Regions from separate parts of the Danio rerio genome. Here all the other regions are linked to region 2. The links are chromatin contacts, called in public HiChIP or PLAC-seq and Micro-C maps. All regions are on one chromosome and are shown on one strand. Each heading gives the region's core, a stretch centred on a gene start, on an enhancer-like site or on the middle of the called end of the contact. The rest is flanking DNA. Distances are from core to core; before and after follow the strand shown.

Region 1 (4,052 bases), core at 56-2,555, 140 kb before region 2:
TTAAAAACTTGTAGTGTTCCTTTAAGGCTAACGTTCATTAAAAACCTTACACTGATAGGGGCTTTCAATAGTGATGTCGATTTCCCAATTTTCACTTTGGAAGTGAAAGGATTTTTTTAACTCATTTATTGTGGTTATAGTTATCATTTGAACAGGACTTCATGGTACCATCTGGACGTAAGAAAATGTATGTTTTTAAACTATAAACAGGCAGTGTCTTACCGACTGAGCAGTCCAGTCAGCTGCACAGGAGCAGTGGTGTGAGCCGGGGTCAGTGTTCTGAAAGCATGATTCGGCAAAACAGTCGAGAAGCGAGGGCTCTGTGCGAGTCTGACAGCAGAAGAGAGACATTCCCTGCCGAAAACTGACAGTGGTCTCAGCAAACCTGAACAGAAGATGACAAACTAGTGTAGTTTACACATTACAGACACATAAATAACAATGAGTGTCTAATTAAAAACTAAACGAAAATTAACAACAACAAAATCGCTAGTGTAGCTAGTAAACACAAGTTAACCATGGGTTTGCTATACTTACCATACTTAAAGCATAGCATTTGTAGTAAAACTGTCCCCACATAAAAATAAATTGTAGTAAATAGGGTGTTTTTGAACCATACTATAGTAAAATGCTTGAAATAGTCTGCTGTAGTAATTATATAGTAACACGGCAACTAGGACAAATAAATAAACAAATGACCCTACACTGTAGTTTTCTATAAATATACTGAATATTAAACTACAAAACACCACAGTTTACTGTGGTAAAAACTAAAGAACAACAGTATTACTTACAGTTTATCAGTTCACTTAAATATTCAATAGAGGTGAAGTGTAAATACTATAATATATACAGTATAATACACTTAACTGTACTTTACTTTGAATTACTATAGTATTTTGTTCCATATTGGTGGAAATCAACACGCAAAAAACATGGTTACTAACGTTATGATAAATGATTAATTTTCGTAAGGGATCGATGCAATAACACAATACAAAAATTTCCGCAAAATATAAAATAATTAGAAAACAAATGCAAAATAATAAAGCACAGTTTTAAATAAATGATACATTTATACAGCATGAAGGGAAACACTTAATCTTTCCATTACAAAAATCAAGTAACGTTACTATATTGACAAGTTGTAAACATAGACCGCTTTATTTTTGTATTTTAATGTGCATCAACATTAAGATCGCAATCAATTTTATGTCAATAAAGTATTTCTGATCATCCAAATGTTAAATGTGCACATTTCATACCTGACAGTCCTCTCGTCAAGGTGGCCGCCATCTTAAACTCCACTGACGTATCAACTACAGTGGCCGGTTTGGACAAAAAAAAAAAACGCGTTGCAGTTATACACTGTAGAAAACGTTTCCCAGAAAATAAATGTTGTTTTAAAAAAGCAAAATTAAAGATATGATTTCGCTCGCTTTTTATCATACCACACAGCAGATCTAGATAAATAAGCTATGATGAATATAGTCTACGTGCTTCAAAGAATTTCTGGCTTTATTTAATCAAAAAAAAAGAAATATCTTCTAAATAACAATCAAATTATGAAGGTAAAAATCTCCAAACATCTGTAACTATATTTGCATAGAAATGCATGAACTTTTAGGTGAATCATAAAATTCATTCATTCATTTCCTTTTTGCCTTAGTCGCTTTGTTGATCAGGGGTCGCCACAGCGAAATGAACCACCAACTTATCCAGTACAGCCATCTCTGGGAAACATCCATACACTCGTTCACACACACAATTTAGCTTATCCAATTCACCTATAGCACATGTATTTGGACTGTGGGGGGAAACTGGAGCACCTGGAGGAAACCCACGCCAACACGGGGGAGAACATGCAAACTCCACACAGAAATGCCTACTGACCCAGCCGAGGCTTGAACCACAGCATTCTTCATGTAAATCGTCAGTGCTAACCATTATGCCCCCTGAATTGATGATATTGTTATATATTTCACATGATAGTTCAGAAAACGAAGGTATAGTGACAAATTGGTTTATCAGATAAAATGTGCTTTTTAAGGTTGAAGTGTCTTATTTTTCTTTGAAAGTGAACATATAGCTGCAACTTTTTCCATATCAGTACTCAATATTTAGCAAATCATTTTATTGGTCTAATGTTGCTAACTGGGGTGTTGCTAACGTGGTGGCGCCGTGGCCGTAGCACGATTGCCTCACAGCAAAAAGCTCCCTGGTTTAAGCCTCGGCTAGGTCAGTTGGCATTTTTGTGTGGAGTTTGCATGCTCTCCCCGTGTTCGCAACTGCTCTGGTTTCCCCCGCAAGTCTAAAGACATGTGGTATAGGTGAATTGGGTAAGCTAAATTGTATGCAGTATATTTGTGTGAATGAGAGAATGAGAAGGGCATCTGCTGCGTTAAATATATGCTGGATAAGTTGGCGGTTCATTTCGCTGTGGCGCCCACTAATTAATTAAGGGGCTAAGCCAAAAAGAAAACAAATGAAAGCACATTTTAAATGAATTATTTATAACTCATGTCTTGATGGCCCCTCTGACATAAAATTAAATAAACTAGATTTTTATACGTAAATCATTTTTAGTTGCTGGCCCAATTTACCTGAATGTGTATAAAATGAGCCGTTATTTCAGTTAAAATGGGCCACTTCTGAGTTAAGTTTAATCAGAAATTCTGCTAGTTTTTCCTTTTAAAAATTATTTATATTTGTATATCTTGTGTTTTAGCATTTGTGGCATGCCCTTTTCACATTTTACCTTCCAAATATGTCTGTTTATCTGTGCTCTACGGTGTATGTGTAAACACAAATAAAGAACAGAATGGCATTTTGATGACTATGGCTTTATCTTCAAAAAACATGTTTTAATGCTTTAAAAAAAACTTTACATCGATCTCGATCTTTGCTATTTTTTTCTATTGATAAAATCCATTGATTGTTTTTTTTTTTTTTTTTTGCAGTCATTTGTTGCCATTAAACAAATTGTTATTGGTGCATTTTGTTCATGAAATGTAGGTTTTATTGACAAAATGGTTTAAAATTAATGTTTTATTTTATTTCATCCAATTCAAAGAGAAGTTTTATTGCAATTGAAAGTACAATGTTCAGTTACATTATGAAAATAAAAAAAATTAAATGTATGTTTCTATTTGACTTTGCAGTTTGACTGGCCCAGTTTTTCTGACCAGCCGGCCCATTTTACCTAAATAGTGCAATCTGAAAAAATGTGGAGCAGCTAATTTTTTAAAACCTGTAGGGTCTGAACAATTATATTTTATTCATCAATTTAACACAAAAATATAAAAATCAACCCAGATTAACAAAAAAGTGGCCCAGTATGCCTGATATCAGCCTACACACTGGAAGCTGAAAGAATCACCCAACAAACTCTCACAGAGACGCTACACCTTTATTTCAAAGTTGTGCAAAGCCATTTATTCCAGTATTTGACCCTGGAAATTGTTCAAAAATGTTTTAAAAGTCATGTGTGACGTCATATTAAATACAAGAACTGCAAATATAATACAATGTACCTCGAGGAGCCCAGGTAGTCAAATGTAGTGGTACCACAAGTGCACAAAATAAGCATAATGTCCAAAAATGACCAAATAATGACCAAAAATTTCAGTGCTTAACCTAATATCCCATGCAAAAAGAAAAAGACCCTCCCCCATCCCCCCACCCCCACCCCACAAAAATACTGAGTGGTTTATCATACTATCCAAACACAAAAAGCAGTCAGACATATCACCATCAGGACTTTTAGCTCCACATTATGGCCAGTAGTAAACGCTTTAAAACTGGAATGCAGAAAAGTGCGTCTTCATTCATTAAATATTTAATAGCATCGTACCAACATAAAGCTTAGGACGGTTCAATAAAAGATCTAACGTTCGGACCAAAAATGTGCAGCTGGTATTGCTTCATTGTACACAGTTATGTCACCAGCCAGCATAAACCGGCTCTGCGTCACAGGGGATCCCGTAGAAGCGTCCCGGAGGCCGATCTTTGCGCAGGAGGGGCGTCCGGGCCAGGGACAGTTCACTGTCATT
Region 2 (3,822 bases), core at 1,274-3,773:
ATACTACATTTGTGTGCTGCTCATTGGAATTTGAGATAAAACAAACTGTAAACAACCTAAGCTGCTTAATTTACATACAAAATTGTGCAATTTGCCCTATAGACGTTGGACGTCCCTCCTGGAGAAAACAAAAACAAACAATAGAAACTATCATTGACGTTCTAATGGTTTCCAAACACAGAAAACTAGTACTTATTAAAAGCCAATAACTTTTAACCATTAAAACCAATGTGTTTTTAGACAATGAAGGCAATGAATGACCCATAGGAATTAACCATTAGAGTTTTCACCAGAACTAATTTCCTAGCAAGCAATTTTTAGTTTTAAAGGATGCCTAATAGATGTCTAAACATAGTCATCTTGGCTAAATCAAGGCTAAATTTGGGCTGTCAGTGAAAATTGTATAGACCTCAGGCCAAAACTAGACTAGTCGTCAAATAAACAGAAATTAATGACATATATAGTCTGTCTAATCTGTCTGTTTGACAACTAGTCTAGTTTTGGTCTATTAGATTGTCTCTGACAGCTTAAGTTTAGCCTTGTTTTAGCCAAGCTGTCTACATTCAGATGTCTATTAGAATTGTTTAAAATTGTTTGCTGGGTTAACTTATGTTATAATGATTTACATCATTACAAATTGGATTCTATTGCTGCTGCTGCTGCTGCTGTTTTTTGTCAGATTAATTTTAGTGGGTGTATTGTGTAAATTCCCCTTCAGGGTCACACAAGTGTCAGTAGATTTCCAAAAGGGAACATTCTCAAAATAGGCTACTGTTATGAAAAGGTTTTTCTAACATTTTGCTGTTTTTCCAGATACGTTAATAGATTTCTTCATGGGTATCTTTTGTTTAAAATCATAATCAAACCATTATTCATGAAACATTTTCAGGGTTAATACGGTCATGGAAAACCTGGAAATGTCATGGAATTTTGACATTGTATTTTCCAGGCATGGAAAAGTTTTGGAAAAACAGAAAAACCTAAAGTTTTGGAAAAGTCATGGAAAACAGATGTCTGTATACCAGAATATAGGTTAGTTGTCTTTACTTCTTTTCTGTCCTTGGCTAATCACATACTTTCACATTATTACTGCGGTGTAAGCATTGTCTAAATTTTACATGCAAATTTAAACTGAATATATTGTTGCGTGTTTTACGAGATGATGAAATAAATTTGAACATGCAGTGTTTTTCTGTTATCACGCATATGTAGACATTGCATGAAACTTGTCATAAAAATGGACTTAAGTGTCTTTAAAAAATCCTGGAAAAGTCATGGAATTTTAGTAGTTAAAATGTGTATGAACCCTGATTTTTGTGAACATTTAATTATTAAGACATTAGTATTTGTAGGGTTCAGATTTGGATTTTTTTTTAAATAATTCTATAAATATGCTAAAACTGATTAAAAATGTCTATTTAAAACAATTCATTTGAAATTAAATGTTTTTTTTCAATGTTTCAAGAATAACAAATCAGATTTCATGGCATATTCAAGGGCAAAACAATCTTAGGAGGACATATTTATATTTGGTAGATTGCAGATAATCACACTAACTATTGCAGATTGATTACAAATATTATTGTGAAGAATTTAAACTAGGCTATATCAGTGTAAATGTAGAGAATTCGTTTTTACAATATTAGACAGCTTTCTGTAATTATTGTCCTTTAAAAGAAAACTTCTACCAAAACTGCTAATTCTGTCATCCTTTACTTACCTTTGTTCACAATCAGTTTAAGTTTCTTTATTCTGTTAAACACAAAGTAAGATATTTTGAAGAAACAATTGAATTCTATAGCTATTTGTTTCAAATATGGAAGCCAAATGTTGCAGGTTTTCAGCTTTTTCAAAATACCTTCTCGTGTGACAGAATAAAGAAACTCCCGAAGGTTTGGAAACACTTGAGGGTGAGTAAATTGTAAGGCAGTTTTCATATTTGGGCAAACTATCCCTTTAAGAATATAGTTTTACTACAAACAAAAAAGGTTAATCGTTTAAACTTTGGCAATGATACAATAATAATGGTTTTGTTGCAAAAACCCTATTTTAATTGTGGTGTTTGTGATTGTTCATACAGATTAACTTTTGGGCTTTAAAGTAAAATTCAGTTGTTTTTAAATTTAACAATATTAGCCTATATGTACAGTTTTATGTCTTTAAATACTTTTCGCGGTCACCAAACCGACCGTGACCTCTTTTTTTTTCCGTATCAGAGCATTTTCAAAGCGTGACTTTTCTCTGAGTGGCGGTGAAGGACTGAAGTGTCATTGCCCCTTGTAAGGTCAGTGTATGGGAATTGTAGTAACCAGTTTAAGCGTGATATCTCTTACAACGTACATTTATGATGCGAGTATGCTACTGTCTTGTTACTCATACAAAATGAGTTTGGCAAAAGCTTACAAACACTAAACCGCGCGTCACAATAACGACACGTTTTGAAGTTTGGTCTAAATTTCAAAACAACAAAACGACATTTCCCACAATTCTCGGTGTGACGTATAGCGTTTGTTGACATTGCGTACGTGTGAATTGGATGCCTGTATATGGAGTGGTCATGGACAGAAATGACTTGATCCTAACGGTATTCCCGACAGTACGCTCAAGTTAAGCTTTTACACATGATTTTGATGGCCTAAAACGATACGGAAACGGACAGGGCTGCACTTGATTTCGCGCAAAGTTGAAAGTCAAGTCGACGCTGCTAGACACTTGCGTTATTATGATGCCACGAGACAACATGACTTCCACAGTCCAGAAAATCGCCAAACAGGCCCTCGCAACATTCCGAAACCCGTCTGTCATCGGCGAGCACAACAAAGTGTTTTTGGAGAACCAAAGCAAGCTGAAAAGCCTCTTGGCGGAGGTCAGAGCGGCGGACTTGAAGATCGCAGCCCGGACCCCCGAGAGCGCCCCGGTGCCGCATCAGCGCATCGCTCCTCCCGTCACATACATGCATATCTGCGAGACCGACTCCTTCAGCATGGGGGTGTTTCTGCTGAAAACGGGGGCTTCGATACCCCTGCACGACCATCCGGGGATGTACGGCATGCTGAAGGTGATCTACGGGAAGGTGCGGATCAGTTGTTTCGACCGCCTGGATAAACCGAGAGACGGCGCCAGCGGCGTGCAGTTCAACCCTCCGCTCATGCCCTTCCAGAGGGGCTCCTTACGGCCCTCAGTGCTGAAGTCCGTCGGGGAGTTCACAGAGGACAGCAGCCCGTGTGTGCTCTCACCCCAGCAGGACAATATCCACCAGATAGACGCTGTTGACGGACCCACCGCTTTCCTGGACATCTTAGCACCCCCGTACGACCCAGACGAAGGGAGAGACTGCCATTATTATAAAGTTTTGCAAGCTCATTCAGAGGCTGCAGATAAAAAGAGTGAAGTCCAGGATCAAGGGGACGTGTGGCTAATGGAAATACCCCAGCCTAGTGAATTTTGGTGTGGTGGTGAACCATACCCAGGGCCTAAAGTGACCCTCTGAGAGGGATGTATAACTGTATAAACTGGGATAATGATCACAGTCTGGAGTGATTCAGGAGTTTTTTTTCTTTTACCTGGGTACCTTAATGAGACAGTTCACCCAAAAGTGAAATCATTTTACTCATTCTTTACTTGTTTCAAAGCTTTTTTCTGTTCAACACAAAAGAAGATATATCAAAGAAACCTGTAACCATTTATGTACATAGTAGGACAAACAAACACAATTGAAGTCGATGGTTACAGGTTTCTAACATTCTTTGAAAAATATTTGTTTGTAAAAGATTTGGAAACACTTCAGTGTGAGTAAATGGTGAACTGTTTTCTTGGACAGAA
Region 3 (4,001 bases), core at 331-2,830, 190 kb after region 2:
TCAGATTTTGCTACCAGTGTAAATTTTCATGTGGAGTGTGATGTAATAACGCCCTAACCTACCTAATCCCTAACCCCAAACTTTAGAAATATTCAAATACACTTTTGGTAGCATAATTTAATGGGTGGGATAAAATGTCAGGACACCCTGTTTTGCGGCTGGAAGAGTATCCACTGGCACTGTGTAAAACAAATGCCAGAATACTTGGGAAAAATCAGGGACTTGGCCGAAGGAAAATGAATCATTGGAAACCATTCAACCTTGACTTCATAATAAGGAAAACTAATATTGTGGAATTCATTGGTTACCATGCAATTTCCAGCTTTCTTAAGATTTTTTTTATTTAGTGTTCAACAGAGGAGAAGTAAATCTAACAACAGATTTGAGACAAATTAATGGTGAGTAAATTAAGACTTTTTGGGGGGGGGGGGGGGGGGGGGGTGAACTATCCCTTTAACTGCTGTACTTCTGCCACCTGCTGGTTATAAGTTGAGTTGTATGACTTTTTCATCTGACATATTTACATGTAATAAATGCTGAAAAACGACTATGAGTTTAAATATTGAACCAACTGTGTTCTGGTATTATGTATCTATTTACATTCAAAACCTATTAAAGCCCATTCCCGCCACTGAATAAAAAAATATTAATAATAAATGCAATGTAAAAAATATGTAAATTCAGAATTCCGAGTTATAAAGTCAGAATTGCTAGTAATTAAGTCAGAACTTTAATAACTTAGAATTCTAAGTTTATAACTCGCAATTTTGACTTAACAGGCTAACTCACAATTCTGACTCATATCTCAAAATTCTGACTTAATAACTCACAATTCTGACTTTATAACTCAGAATTATGATGTATAACTCACAAATCTGACTTAATAACTCAAAAATCTGACTTAATAACTCAGAATTCTGACTTAATAACTCACAATTCCGACTTAATAACTTATAATTCTGACTTTATAAATCACAATTCTGACTTAATAACACAATTCTGACTTAATAACTCACAATTATAATTTAATAACTCACAAATTTGACTTAATAACTTACAATTCTGATTTAATAACTCATAATTCTGACTAACTCACAATTCTAACTTTATAACTCACAATTCTGAATTAATAACTCGGAACTCTGACTTAATAACTGAATTCTAACTTAATAACTCACAAATCTGAATGGAAATCTGAATGGAATTTTGACTGTAAAACTCAGAATTCTGACTTTATTATTTTTTTTACATTGTATTTTTTTTTTTTTGTTTTTTTTTTTTTATTCAGTGGCGGGAACGGGTTTCAATACTCTACAGTCCTACCTTACCGTAGAATGAAATCCATGTCTTTTAAATGTAACTATCCGACACTGTAGCATTTTTTTTGTAAATATAAAAAATTTACTTGTAAAATAGAAATTCACAATTGACTTTTTAAATTATTGTTATTATTATTAAAATGATAAAACATAGGTAACAATGTACTGTTTACAAACGCCACGCCGCACGTGACAGGGGCGTTACCTTGGCTCGACCCACCTGTTCTTCCATTCATTTCTGCTTCAACACTTCCTGTAAAAGGTAAACAAATGGAGCTCCGCACTCCGAATCGTAAAATGGTTCAAAATGTAAGCCTAATGCGGATATTTAAGTATTCAAAATGCCCGGACAAAAGAGAAAGTTTAATGTTCGCTTTCCACCCGTGAGTATTTTTGTACTTGGAAGTTTTGTGAGCTTTGTGGGGCACCTCTGCGACTGCGAACCGTTCCACTCATCCTGCTGTTGTTCGACTTTCGGCCATGCAGGGACGCGTCAAGAAAATAATGCAGAAGGACACTGAGGTGGGTCGAATCGCTACAGCTGTACCAGTCATCATATGTATCCTTACAAAACAGTGAATGACGCATGCTGTTGCGTTCTGGGTAATATTTGTAGCTAGAATCATTTGCAAGTTATTAAAGTATTACAACACACTTAACAATTAGGGTACCTCAGTTTACAAATTAAGCATGTTTTATTTACTTATTTGTTGTTGTTGTTGTTATTATTTTTATTATTATTGTCATTTATTTGTTTGTTTATATTTATGCACTTATTTTTTTGCATATTTGTAACTTTATTTTAATGAATGTTTAATATGTCGATTCCTCAAACTTGACTTTTTTTGTTCCGTCCACGCTTATGCTGGTGATGCCCTGGGCAACATCGCAAGATCTTTGAGATTGGCTCAAAATAGCTCTCAACTATGACTCTATAAAGAGTCGGTTTCTCTGCATGGACCCTATGGCATGGACCTATGAGAATCTTTTATTCAATCTTTTGTTGTTAGTTTTTAAGTCAAATTAGATCAATTGTATTTGAAGAACAGCGATTCCAACAGGTTGTCTCTCGACTACTGCGTTATTTTGCTCTATTGACTCTTTAGTTCATAGAACGTCACGATTGGCACAGATAAGTTAATAGTTTTTAAGATTCAAACTTTCAAAAGAATCAATTTATTGACTTTGACTTTTTAGTGATTTTGTTCTGTATGGCCCTTAGTTCATATTTACTGAATATTGTAATCAGTTCAAATCAGTGAAATTGCATTTCTAAAACCACAACTGAAAAAAAAATTAAGTAATTTCATTGACTTTTTTGTCCTGTTGACTCCTTAGTTCGTATTTCTGAAGTTTTTATTGGTTCAAATCAGTGAAATAACTTTCTAAAAATCAACACTTCAGATAGGTTCCACAGAGGGGCAGACTGATTTTGAGGCCCTAACTAAGCAATTCCAGGTATGGGGCCCTATTGAAATATTCTTTCTCTATGAATATTTTTTTCTTTCGTTAATGAATTGCATGTTAAAAAGTATATATGTGTATATATGTGTATATATATATATATATATATATATATATATATATATATATATATATATATATATATATATATATATATATATATATATATATACGGTTGAAGTCAGAATTATTAGCCCCCTCCAAATTATTATCATCTGTTTATTTTTTTTCCCCAATTTCTGTTTAACAGAGAGCAGATATTTTTCAACTAATTCCTTAACATATTAGTTTTAATAACTCATTTATTATAACTAATTTTTTTTATACAGTACATAATCATACCTGCCAATATTCCCGTTTTCCCTGGGAGTCTCCCATCAGAATTATTAGCTACCTTTCATGTTTTCTTTCCTTTTTAAATATTTCCATTTAAAAATTGTTTAAAAGAGCAAGTAAATTTTCACAGTATGTCTGATAATATTTTTTCTTCTGGAGAACGTCTTATTTGTTTTATTTTGTCTAGAATAAAAGCATTTTTTTTTCATGAACCATTTTAGGGTCAAAATTATATTCCCCTTCAAGCTAAATTTTTTTCCCTACAGAACAAACCATCATTATACAATAACTTGCCTAATTAACTTAACCTGCCTTATTAACCTAATTAACTTACTTAAGCCTTTAAATGTCACTGTAAGTTGTAAGTATTCTGTAAGTGTCTTGAAAAATATCTAGTTAAATATTATTTACTGTTATCATGGCAAAGATAAAATAAATCAGTTATTAGAAATGAGTTATTAAAGCATTTAGAAATGTGTTAAGAAAAATCTCTCCGTTAAACAGAAATTGGGGTAAAAAATAAACAGGGGGCTAATAATTCTGACTTCAACTGTGTATGTGTAAAATATATTTTCATATTTAAAGTGACCCTTTATCTTCTTAATGTATAATTAAATACAATAAATTTACAAATAAAAGCAAGTTCACCAACTATATACAATTAAATAGCCATTATTTGTGATAAGATTTTAATATAAATAACAAAAAAACATTTGAACAAATTTAACTCACAATCAATCGAATTCAATAATTGCTGTTTGTGAATCGCAGTGGTTACTTTTTACTTGGTGAAATGCTCGTTTCATTGTTTGTCTTATTTCTACTTTTTTGCACTCAACTACAGCTTTACTCTGATTGCTGGCAGGCAAATGTCTTTAAACC

Evidence for each region. A called contact is a pair of places that touch in the nucleus more often than the background predicts. HiChIP or PLAC-seq counts read pairs in DNA pulled down with a chosen protein or histone mark.
Region 1: a contact with region 2 is called in a Micro-C map of caudal fin, with 5 times the contacts expected there. The contact joins the promoter of mrpl35 here to the promoter of adob in region 2. A contact is called at or near these places in 3 of 18 Hi-C or Micro-C datasets (caudal fin, hematopoietic stem cells and an unstated tissue).
Region 3: a contact with region 2 is called in an H3K4me3 HiChIP or PLAC-seq map of pancreas, with 7 times the contacts expected there. The contact joins the promoter of LOC100535468 here to the promoter of adob in region 2. A contact is called at or near these places in 3 of 4 datasets of contacts at active chromatin or transcription factors (embryo, gastrula embryo and pancreas).

Annotation. Positions count from the first base shown.
Region 1 is chr17:48,496,061-48,500,112 of GRCz12tu, forward strand. mrpl35 (mitochondrial ribosomal protein L35) reads right to left here and starts at 1,306. Exons shown (of 4, transcript NM_001076725.1): 1 at 1,266-1,306; 2 at 223-385. The coding sequence starts at 1,296. It overlaps si:dkey-21a6.5, which reads right to left. Exons shown (of 9, transcript XM_695132.8): 9 at 3,391-4,052. The coding sequence ends at 3,942.
Region 2 is chr17:48,638,524-48,642,345 of GRCz12tu, forward strand. adob (2-aminoethanethiol (cysteamine) dioxygenase b) reads left to right here and starts at 2,524. Exons shown (of 1, transcript NM_213193.2): 1 at 2,524-3,822. The coding sequence starts at 2,726. The coding sequence ends at 3,490. The region is part of intron 5 of znf365 (zinc finger protein 365); the gene reads left to right.
Region 3 is chr17:48,827,711-48,831,711 of GRCz12tu, forward strand. LOC100535468 (dr1-associated corepressor) reads left to right here and starts at 1,581. Exons shown (of 8, transcript XM_073927744.1): 1 at 1,581-1,702; 2 at 1,806-1,878; 3 at 2,724-2,777; 4 at 3,964-4,001.